4 separate regions of the Gossypium hirsutum genome follow, and all the other regions are linked to region 4. A link is a contact called in public Hi-C data. All regions are on one chromosome and are shown on one strand. The core of a region is the stretch at or near the end of the contact, and the rest is flanking DNA. Distances in the headings are between cores, read along the strand shown. Region 1 overlaps LOC107911437 (ABC transporter F family member 3). Region 2 has its middle 5.0 kb from the start of LOC121219805. Region 3 has its middle 32 kb from the start of LOC107911494. Region 4 holds the start of LOC107911458 (myb-related protein 308).

What was found. Hi-C and Micro-C count contacts between places; a contact is called where the count stands out from the background.
Region 1: a contact with region 4 is called in a Hi-C map of leaf, with 3 times the contacts expected there. The contact joins the enhancer-like site here to the promoter of LOC107911458 in region 4. A contact is called at or near these places in 13 of 34 Hi-C or Micro-C datasets (anther, callus, fibers and 4 more).
Region 2: a Hi-C map of leaf shows a contact between it and region 4, with 1.7 times the contacts expected there. The contact joins the enhancer-like site here to the promoter of LOC107911458 in region 4. A contact is called at or near these places in 3 of 34 Hi-C or Micro-C datasets (hypocotyl and leaf).
Region 3: a Hi-C map of leaf shows a contact between it and region 4, with 2.9 times the contacts expected there. The contact joins the enhancer-like site here to the promoter of LOC107911458 in region 4. A contact is called at or near these places in 5 of 34 Hi-C or Micro-C datasets (callus, leaf and petal).

The regions. Positions count from the first base shown.
Region 1 is chrD08:41,458,219-41,461,163 of Gossypium_hirsutum_v2.1, forward strand. It overlaps LOC107911437 (ABC transporter F family member 3), which reads right to left. Exons shown (of 19, transcript XM_041098176.1): 16 at 2,706-2,791; 17 at 2,522-2,584; 18 at 2,249-2,409; 19 at 764-1,473. The coding sequence ends at 2,284. Among protein-coding and RNA genes, the nearest start is that of LOC107911437, 8.5 kb to the right of the region's middle. Within about 2 kb of position 1,508, at least 9 of the 9 cell types and tissues checked have an H3K27ac peak or open chromatin away from gene starts, as enhancers often do. A contact at or near this core is called in fibers, hypocotyl and leaf, where this site is marked.
Region 2 is chrD08:41,409,614-41,412,531 of Gossypium_hirsutum_v2.1, forward strand. No RefSeq gene overlaps it. Among protein-coding and RNA genes, the nearest start is that of LOC121219805, 5.0 kb to the left of the region's middle. Within about 2 kb of position 1,273, at least 3 of the 9 cell types and tissues checked have an H3K27ac peak or open chromatin away from gene starts, as enhancers often do. A contact at or near this core is called in hypocotyl and leaf, where this site is marked.
Region 3 is chrD08:41,121,167-41,123,866 of Gossypium_hirsutum_v2.1, forward strand. No RefSeq gene overlaps it. Among protein-coding and RNA genes, the nearest start is that of LOC107911494, 32 kb to the left of the region's middle. Within about 2 kb of position 1,360, at least 1 of the 9 cell types and tissues checked has an H3K27ac peak or open chromatin away from gene starts, as enhancers often do. A contact at or near this core is called in leaf, where this site is marked.
Region 4 is chrD08:41,254,892-41,257,791 of Gossypium_hirsutum_v2.1, forward strand. It overlaps LOC107911458 (myb-related protein 308), which reads left to right and starts at 1,432. Exons shown (of 2, transcript XM_016839280.2): 1 at 1,432-1,713; 2 at 1,809-2,528. The coding sequence starts at 1,581. The coding sequence ends at 2,458.

The DNA of each region.
Region 1 (2,945 bases), core at 258-2,757, 200 kb after region 4:
GAATAAGAAAGCAAGACTAAGCCATTGTGATAGCAACATGCATATTTCTTCGGCAAACATCCAAGTTCAGAATACACATGTGCATTCAAATAGAAGAAAATGACCTAGGAATAAGTACCTAACCGCAAATATAATCATATAACAGCTTAAGGTTGACATATCATTAAAGCTATAACTTTCCCTGGGGCTAATAACAGGCCAATGTATTGTACAAGGACATGTAAATATAAAGCTCTCTTGTGAACCATGACAGAATTTGAAACGAGCTTAGAGACGGACAATTCTAAGGGCCGCTAGGCCCCTAATTTACAGGAACATATTGCTCCATTTGAAGATAGGAAGGACTTATAGCTAAATGCCTAATTAGACACCTGATCATCATTTCTCAAGTTCCTTTCCATTAGTCAGAAGCCCATTGAAAGGAAAGGAGAAACCTTTGTAGTTAAAAATGTAGTTCTATGTCTGAGAAGCCCTAAATCCATATGCTTGCTTACGAAGGCCCTAAATCAACTTTTATTTTCTCATCGAAGACCAAAAGCTGCCTACCACTCCCAAATTAAGCAACGAGATTGTATAGAACCAACATGGTTAATCCAGGAGCTGCACCTTTTGGCAAGCAAAGAAAAGGCATGGGTAGTCAATCCAAGTCAGAAATCGGATCTTAATGAAACACCCTAAAAAGAAAATGTGAACTCTCTCCTTTATGAAAAATGCACATAGTTTTGAAAGATTCCGAAGAACTGATTAAACCAATCTCCATCAATCATCTTAATATGAACTCATTGCATAGCTTCAAAAGATTACAATTCAATATTTAAATCACACACACACACAGTAACTCCTTTAACTGATAAGGAAAAGACAGTTCCACAACGAAACCTAGGAATCAAATTCAAACTCCATATTGTTCGATCGGGTTTTGACTTGTGACTTTTGAGAAAACACAGCACCAACAGACTTAGATGATTGAATATCCAAAAAAAAAAGGCCTTTATTACAGAAGAGTTCCCTTTTCAATCAGGACGACCAACAAATATAGAGCATTTAAAGTTTCCTTAATACTTTTTTCTTGGTTCTGTATACAAAGACCATAAATCAAGAGAAAGCAAGAGAGTATATGACGTGGCAAGTACCGAGAGAGATATTTAGGAGTAGGTGAGAGGGCGGTCCTTGGCCTCGTTGGGATTGTCGTCATCGTCAGGGTCGTTGGTGGAGAGGTTAACGCAGGAGAAGCGCTCGAGAGAGGAGAAAAAGGCGGAGACCACAGTGGCGCTGACCCAGGTTGCCACCTCTCCCAACTTCTCACGAGAGATCAAGCTGGGGGAATTGTTGCCCTCGCTGTTATCCATTCTTATTCTACTTCTTGTTCTGAAATCGATTGGATTACTGAGATTTGAAACCCGCTCAAGGAGGATTCTCACTTTATCTCTTGTCGGTTAAGGAGGCGAAGCCGCCAAGGGGCATTCTAGAAGGCTTCTAAAATAATATAGAAAATATAAAAAATAAGGTCCAATCAAAAGCCGAGCACTTAGTGTAGTGGTATCATAGTACCCACCCACGGTACTGGATGGGGTTCGATACTTCGCATGCACAATAATCATAATTTGCAGTTTAAACTACATCACAACTCTGCATTTGACACCTTTTTTATGTTACATTGTTTTGGAAAGAAGTAGCCGAAAACATGGTTGAGGAAGTTATCGCAAGTTTGCGAGAACATTTAAGCTGAATGTTTCAGCACCTTCTTCAACTAGCTTGACCAGGGCTTAGATTTGATATTTTAATGTACTCGAATGCCTGAATATTTATTTTTTTAAGAACCCCCTTGAGCTTAGGCATGCCATGCTTTTCACTTGCATTTCAAGTCGTCTATGGAGCCCAATTGGAAACCCCAAAAGAAAAACCTGGTCTTTGAAGCTCGTATTTTTAACTATTAGCAGCAAATATTAAATATATATTTACATAAAAACTGTTTAGTATTTGAATTGATAGCTAAGCCCAAAAAAAATGCGGTGCTGTAGGTGTAGACCTCATAGCGCAAAGATGAAGCTTCAAGTAATCTCATGAGAATCAATAACAAAAGCAAACGAATAAGCTTTATCCCTCAAATTGAGAAAGACAATCATAGTTTAACATTTTTTTTTTACTTCAAACTCCATACCCAGAAATCCCTCTTATTGCATTTGAACAAAAAAAAAACTTTTTTCCCTAAAAAGAAACAAGGAATTTGCTCTAAACCTCGAATTACCTTCATGTAGAAAATTTGATATCGGATAACAGTTTTTAGGAAGAGGACTGGAGGAGCTTCTTATAGTCCTGGAAAGTTCCATGGAAAGGGTTCACCCTCCCCTCAGACACCACCCACAGTTCATCTACACTTCCAGATATCAGATGTTCATCATGACTAACCTGCAGGAGCCATCACACACAATTCCATCTCAGAATTTCGAAATAGGACCAAAATAATCTTAATATTTATTTATTGTGCAAACTAAAATGACAAAGACAACACGACTTATACCATCAGAATCCCTCCTTGGAACAAGACAAGGCCTTGAATTAGTGCCTCCACAGCATCCAAATCCTAATTTCAGTGTCACAGTCAGTGGTTATAAAACTTTCCATGCAAATCCTGGAATTATTGAAGACTTAACCATGTCTTAATATCAAGAAATATGGAGAGAGAGAAAAATATTACGACTTACAAGATGATTGGATGGCTCATCAAGCAATATTATGTGTGGTTTCTTGAAAGTTATCTTTGCAAAAGCAACTCTACTTTTTTGACCGCCTAGCATTGGCAATCAAAGCAATTAGAAACATGTCTGGGCATATGTAAATGCACAAGGATATAGGGTAAAGCAAAATCCCAGCCAACAGCCATGCGATGTATTGTAGAAAGTACTGGACTTATGCACCCAATGATCAGGACTCACTCGTTTGTA
Region 2 (2,918 bases), core at 23-2,522, 150 kb after region 4:
TAAAGCTAATATTTTCTACATTGTTTAGTAAGTTTTCTTAATTTTTTTAAAAGTTGTTTTTAATGAAACAAATACATCATAATTATATTTGTTACAAATGATTGTTGGTGTGTGGGGATAAATTAAACTTATGAAAAATTAACAAAGGCTTCAAAACATATAACTATGTCACTATCTTTAAGATTCTATTCAATCCTACCTATATTTTTGTATGCAAAAGAGTTAAGGCAAATAAATCTCGAAGATACAATGAAACCCAATAACCGTATGATGATAATAGTTCACTAAGCAAAGCAAATCTAGAGTATCAAATTCTATAGAGAATTTCTGCAACAAGTCTTTATAAAATAATCTTTGAATATTAAAAGATAGAGGAGAACATAGAAACTTTGTTTGAGTTCTTTTTGGTGTACCATACAAATAAAATTTCACTCCTACCTATAAGAGTTATCATGTCTCTTCATAGATACATAACCATTAACTAGATATCTATTTGGATAGTCACATCTATTAAGAATGAAAAAAAAATATTCATTACATATTACTTGAATAATCATAATTTTTTTTAATAATCAAGTAATATAACTTTCAGTGACAATAGACATAATCTATCACTATGAATAATGACAACTCTTGATTAATAACAAAGTAACATAATTTTTGATTACTTATAATTATTCATTTGTAATTATTGGAACACTATATATGTTCTAAAAATGTTTCAACAAATATTATAGTAGCATGTTTGACAATTGAAATATATTTTATAATAAGATATATTTTATAGAGTTGATATGTAGTTTACTCTTTGAACTTTGTCCACAAGTACCTCATTAGTACCTAAACTTGTGTTTCGTCACCCAAGTTAATATTCTCGCACTAACACAATTAGTTTGTGCCATAATAGCACTAATAGCCAATCTAGTTGTGGCACAAGATAGCCTCACATTATGTCACATAGCAAACATAAATTAACATACTTCAAATATATATAAATTAATAGAGAAAAGTTTAGCTAGAATTTTTTTTTTTGAAATAACAACTCTCCGACCTTCAACCTTCAAAGTAAACGACAAACCACATAACCTTCAAGTACAAGGGAGAAATGGTTGCTCGGAGTCTTCATGTACACTTGTGGAACACCAAAACAAATGTATTAAATGAGTCGCACGCTAGAGATGAAAGTAGAGACATGAGACAAGCACATGATAGATGTCTTGATTCTGTACACGTTGGTGAAAACAAAAGAGTACTGCTGCTTCAATCTTGCATCACATGTGAGTGGCAAAGCCCGGAAACAAGAAAAACTCATTGTTAGGTGGCACGTCTCTATAAGGTTTAGGTTGGGACATGGGATTCCATTCAGGCTCCACTTTTACCCATTTCCTACTATATTGGTAAAAGACAGTATATATTACGTTTAGATGGAAAGCCATATTAAAATCATAATGTCGGGCACACCATATATAATCTTCATATTTAATGATACGATTAAGCAGACACCGCCAAGGAGCCATGTATCTCACATGGGTTGTGTACTAGATTCTGATACAAGAGCTCAAACTATCTTCAATCTGTGAGGTGCCTTCTGTGAATGAAACTATGAGGTTTAATGGGCCAAAACAAACAACACCTTGTAGGTTGGTGGGGACTTTGAGAGCTAATGGGCCAGAACAAACAACACCTAGACACTCTATTCTAGTTGTATATTGAGCAATTCATGGGCCCGTGGTATATTAAATCCTAGTTGAATACATCTTAAAAATTCAATTAGAAATTAATTCACTTATGGTACTTGTTAACCTTAATCTAGAGTAAGTATACTATTGTATATGTATGATCTGTACGCTTCGATGTGCCAATCGCTAAAGCATCTCAAAATAGCAAGTTAATAAATTGATACATTAGATATATGACTTACACATAATTTAACTTTGCTTATAGATAAGAGATCATAGCTCTCACAAAAAAAGCTAATTATATCCTATTTTATTATTAATATGATTAATGAAAATAAAATATAAGGTTTAGGTGGATTATCTATGTAACTATATATAAAAGTAAGGTTAAAAAGACCTTCCTTCTATTGACACATGGACATCCATATTTTTTTCCATTTTATAAATATAATTTAAGAACATTAATCCAATAAAAAATATTCTATCATGACGAGTTCGAATGTGTGTTTTTTTTAATTTACATAAGCATTTTCAACATAAAATTTTTATTACATTATTACTAAGTGATTTTTGTTTAATTTTAAAATGCCACAACACTGAATTTAACTAAATAATTTAACGGGGTAATAACTAAACTTAAATTCTTAAATTTGAAAAGTAGAGAAACTAAATTCCTAAAAAATAAAATAATGAGACTAAACTTTTGTATGAAGTGTATAGGGACTTAGATCATATTTTAACCTTCAAATTTTTACTCCATAATTTGATACAAACAAATAATCAACCTATTTTAAAATGTGTCATCAATGGAATTTTAACAGTGGCAACAATTGGACCTAAAATTTTAAATCCAAAAAGTAGAGTCTAAATCTTTAAGAGTAAAAATAGGATTAGAGTATATTTTAACTTTCAAATTTTTACTCCATAATTTCACACAAATAAATAATCAATCCAATGCGAAGCATAGTAATCATGCTAGCTATTTTAATTATAGGTATAATGGAACTTTGAGATAAAATGTTTGAAGTAGGTGAATGTGTAATGCCCCAAAATTTTGGCTTCTAAGAAAGGACAAGTATTTTAAAGGTGAATTAAGTATTTCGAGAGAAATTATGAATAATGAAATTCAGTAAGGACTAAATTATAGAATTTTGGAAGTTAAAGGACTATGTAAATTTACTATTTTAAGAAAAAGGGCGAAAATTTAAGAAATATTTTTTTATGAATTTGATATGGATA
Region 3 (2,700 bases), core at 110-2,609, 130 kb before region 4:
AATGACGTTGTCTAACCTGGGATCTAAATGAAATTAAAATAAAAGTGCGATAACAATTTAAAAGAATTGAAAGGAAATTGAATCGAAATGAAAGCCAATGCAAGGGGATTCAGTGCGCAAATTTCCCCTTGATTTAAAAAGGCGCGGATCCTCCCCGAATCAAATCGGATCACCGGGTCAAGGCACCAAACGGTGCCGTTTTTTTAAAGAATTTAAAAGCTAAAAAAAACCTAAATCTAAAAATTTTCATCTAAAATTGCTGAGGAAAGGGAGAGCGCCGTTTCCTGTTTCCCATCCTCCGTCGCCTGCTCAGCCCTTCAGAACCCCATTTGCTCTGATTGCGACGAGAGAAACAGGGATCCAACCGTCACATGATGAAGGTAAATCTCTATTGTTTTCTTATTTTGTATAGAAAATAGAAAAAAAAATCAAAGAAAACAGTAGAGAAACGCAAAAAGAAAAAAAAGTAAAAATAATTAATCAACTCCTTTCAACTGTTAATCGTTCTCTTTTTGTTATTTCTTTTTTTCAAATCGGGATCCCCGAAACAATACAGAAAATGGGGTTTTATAGCCCCAAAAATACATCAATCTTTCTTCTTTTTCTCCTATTTTCTCTTTGTGCTATTTTGTTATTTTCTTTTCTTCTTTTTTTGTTCTTTTGTGTGCTGCGTTGTCTTCGTTTCATTTGCAAGTACAGTGTACGGAGGCGCGTGGCGTGGAGGCGGTGGCGCACGTGCAAGGGCAGAGCCTGATTGCGGCGCGAGGGCTTGCTGCAAGCTGCTAGGGTTTTCTGATTTTGCTTTAGGCTAATTGAGCTAGGGTATTGGGCCATATTGATTTTGGGTTTGATTTTGGGTTGGTAATTTGGGTTATTGTAATTGGGTTATTTTTGGACTCGGGTTTGATATAATTTGGGTTATTGGGCTAGGGTGTATTGGGCTCGGTGAGTCTGATAGGTTTAGTATTTGGGTTAAGGACTGAATTGGGCTTTGAGTCTGTAAGTGGACATTTATTTAATTGAATTTTTGGTTTAATTTTAATATTTATAAAAAACTAGGCTGTTAATAGTGGATATTTTAATTTACTTTATTTTTTGGTATTTATTGGGCCGGGCAAAATGGGTTATTACACTTACCTTTGGTTGGGTTTTGCCCAATTCAGTAAGGGTTTTTTTGCCTCCCAACTTTAAGCCCATGGAATGAAGGAGATGAGCTTTTGGTTGATATTTTTCAATGTCCAACATGCTTTTGATTATGACTTTTGATGATGCAAAAAGTAGTCGGATAGACTTGGGACCCGCAAAAGATCATAGTCATAAGAAGCCTAGACCAATGCCATCCTCATGCAAATGATGTCTACACAATCAACTCTAGCTGTGCCCAAAACACCCATATGTTTTGAAATAATTGACCGTAGGGATGATAGGCATTGTAACCCGTCTCACACAATATAATTATCGAGCCACGAAACTAAAAATTTATTTTAGGTGGAGCCAAAATCCATTCATCATTTCAAACTTTTTAAATTGAAAATTCTAACTTATAATTTTAGAATTTTTTTTGAAAGGTTTAATATTAGATAAGTATAATATATATCCAAACAATTACAACTTAAAATGAAATCAGTATAAAGCACAACGAATGAGGAATAAAAAAAATATCATTTGTTGTAGTTAGAAACCCCATGTGTTCACCCACCTATGAATTTAGTTCCATTTTGATCATCTAACTATTAATTTTTTTAATTTAATTATTTCACTTTTTCAAATTAAATATTTTAATCACTCTTCCGTTCGTTGTCATTAGGCCAATGATGAAAAGCTAACGTGGGGCCTTTTTTTAGCCTAATATGAATTTAGCCTTCAACATTCACAAAACCTATCAATTTTGTTTTAATTCTAAAAATTTTAAAAAAAATAAATATATTTAAAAAATCATTTTTGGATAAATAAGTTATAAATAAAAAACCAAATCACATGTATTAAAAACAAAACCTAAACTCTCCCTAAAAAGAGCCATTGCTCAATCCTCTATAGTGGAAACCAAAATTTTCAATTTTCTAGATTCGAATTATAATAAGTTGATAATTGAAATTATACTTACTCCTGGTCTAGAATCCAAATTTGTTTTTTTTTAAAAAAAATTGATTATAAGAAAAATTACTCAAATAAAATATCACTAAGTTTATATAAAATTACCCAAATAAAATATCACTAATTTTATATAGAATTTTTCTTTAGTATTTGATACTTCATAATTTTTATTATAGAGGAACTTATGCAAGAGTTTAATTCCCATTCGAAGTTCTAAATTAATTAAAATAGAGGAGTTCCGATCCAATTAAGACTCAAGAGTGTATCGGCCGGCAACTCCCATGGAAAAAAAGTCAAGTCCCTATGCCGCAACCCCTTGTCTTAATTGGGCTGACCTTTATCTGGTCCAATTTATTCAACTTACCTCCCTTGGTTTAAATAAAAAATCAAGACCATGTATTTAATCAAATATTCCTTTAAATATTTTTCAATTAAAAATAACTAAAATTTTTAATTCTAATTATATAATTTAAAAAAATCAATTTTAATTTTGTTAAAATCATAACGACTTTATCATATTAGAATTTATATGTAAACTTATTTAATTATACGGATAAAATTAAATTAAATTACAATGACTACATAACTTAGTTTTCATTTTAAGTT
Region 4 (2,900 bases), core at 182-2,681:
CATCTCCTCTTAACCACATTTTTTCCAACCCAATCAAATCTCTTCTTCTCAAATTATTCCATCATTGGATGCATGCATTTTTTATTTACCGTGTTTTTGTTCCCATGTCTATGCAAACTGTAGTGCAGGAATGCCACATGGTATGAGATGAGTTGTTTTTTCTCCCAACCAATCTCTATTTATATATATTCTAAATTTTATTACATACTTACAACATTTAAAATAATATATAAAAAGTGTGGCTTGAAAGCAGTTAATAGTAACACCTTTTTTATTTTTTATTTTTTATTTAAATAAAAACACTATGTTATTCAATAATTAAAAAACTATTTATGTACTTTAGTCTTTTTATTTTTTAGAAAACCTAATAAAAAATTTCATGCGGTTGAATTTGAATCCATACAATTTACACTAATAAATCAACTTTACCACTAAAGTAAAGCTTTATTTTAATATAATATTATATTTTAATTGTATTATTAATTAATTTCAAACCGTACATTTTATTATTTATCATATGTTATTTTATACGCACTTCTATGTTCTAAATATATGGTTTTCACATACATTTTCATGTGACAGGATTTTTAATTATATTTAAGAAGCTTATTAAGTTGATATCACCCTTTGATCAAGTCCAACTCAATTGAATATAAATTCTTCCCCTCAAACTCTATTTAATGTTTTAACTCTTAATTCAATCCTAAAATGAAAATTTTTTTATTTAGTTTTAATCTACTGTAATATTTTACATAATTTTTATTTTTATTAATCTAAACTAAATCTATGTTATAAAATCTCATGAAAATAAGAAATTATTATCGAAATATGTAAAAATGATTATAAAAAATAAAATATTTTTTTAAACTCTTAAATAGTTAAAAATACTAAAATAGTGTGTTTTTAAAGGAAATATACTAAAATCGTTATAAATTCTAAAGAGGGGTATTTTAATAGTATAACAAAGCCAGGCGGGTGAATTTTACCTGCTTGGTTGCCACTCTTTCTTATTCTTTTTCCTAGGCTCTGTAAAAAACAAATGAGTTAAAAAGCAAAGGTATTTTTTAAAATATATATGTACTCTTTAGAAATGTAGTTTCTATATTTTACTAGTAGGAATTAATTTTTTTTTAATTTTAAAATTTAGATTAAATTGTTAATAATTTTAAAATTATTATTATTTAGTTAAATAGATATTAAATGATTTTTTTAATATTTTATATCAATAAATTTAACAGCAAAAAATGTAACAGTATCAATAATTCAACCTAAATTTTTAAACTAAAAAAAATAAATTCTTTAAAATAAAAATTTTTAAATTTGTGAATACCACTAATTATTGTATATTTTAACGGTTAAAAAAATAAGGATGGCGCATGTGGCTATTTCTAGATCATTAACGTTCCCCCTTTCATGGCTTTAAAAAGGAGGCGACGGCTTTGTAGTGTCATGTGCTCATTTTAGCGCACACATACACGCACTCTCTCTCTCTCTCTCTCTCGAGTTTACATCACCTCTTTTCTGGTTTTTGTGATCATTTCAGATTGTGCGGCTGGAATCGTAGAAGAAAGAAAAAAAAAATGGGAAGAGCCCCATGTTGTTCTAAGGTAGGTTTGAACCGAGGTCCTTGGACAGCCAGAGAAGACACATTGCTGATTAATTATATACAGGCTCATGGAGAAGGTCATTGGAGATCTTTGCCTAAAATGGCTGGTAATTTTCTACATCTGTCTTAATAAGCAGCTACAATTTTATTTCTTGCTCTAGTTGTAATTTCATTGATTTTGGGTTTGGTGGGCACTGTTCAGGGTTGCTTAGGTGCGGAAAAAGCTGCCGACTAAGATGGATTAACTATCTCCGACCTGATATCAAGCGAGGAAACATTACTCCCGACGAGGACGACCTCATTATCAGGCTTCATTCTCTTCTGGGAAATCGTTGGTCTCTCATTGCTAAAAGACTTCCAGGCAGGACCGACAATGAAATCAAGAACTACTGGAATTCTCACCTCAGCAAAAGGGTGCTCAATAATTCACAAACTAATTCAACTACAAGAAGCAGCCGTAAAGCCAAGAAAGCCACTGAAAAGAAGCAAAAGGCCAATGTGGAGGAGAAAGAAGAGATAAAGGTGCTGCATCAACCAAAAGCCAGCAGGGTTTCGCCATTCTCAGTAATATCAAGGAGCAGCAGTTTTGACAGCCTCATAAGTGGGTCATCTAGCAGCGGTGAAGGGAGCAAAGGAACCAATGATGCCTATGTTTTTTATATTCCTAGCTATTGGTCCGACTTTGCAGCTGATACTAACCTAGAATTTCCTGACGCTGAGGCGTTTTCAGATGCCACACCCGTAGGAGATAGTAATTTGCTTGACGACATTTTTGAAGAATACCAGAAACTTCTTGATGGCGATGACCCTGGCGAAAGAGATTCCATATTTGATGTTCTCTCTTGTTTTTGAGTATTTTCTGCTACAAGATTCTCCACTGTATAATTCAATCTCAATGAACTACTAATTAAAATCCTAAAAACACTCTCAAAAACAGTATCTGGAACTGAATCTTCCTTAGGATCGAATTAAGAAATACGAGAAACGATAGTAAGGAAGAAAACAACCGAAAAACATGTTGCCGTTGCTCTTTCGTTCTACATCACCTTTCAAGGCACTTCCTTATTAACAAAGCCACCTCAGTCATTTTGATTTAGATTTGTACTAAAATTATTAAATAACAAAATGATAATACCTAACACATTTAATCTATTTATAATATATACAGAAGTAAAAACGGTAAGGATCCGATTTTCGGTAAGGTTAGAAAATGTGGATTTGGAATTTCGTATCTGTTAATCGAGCCTATAAATATAAAATAAGAATATTTACGGAGTTATTATGAAAATATAAT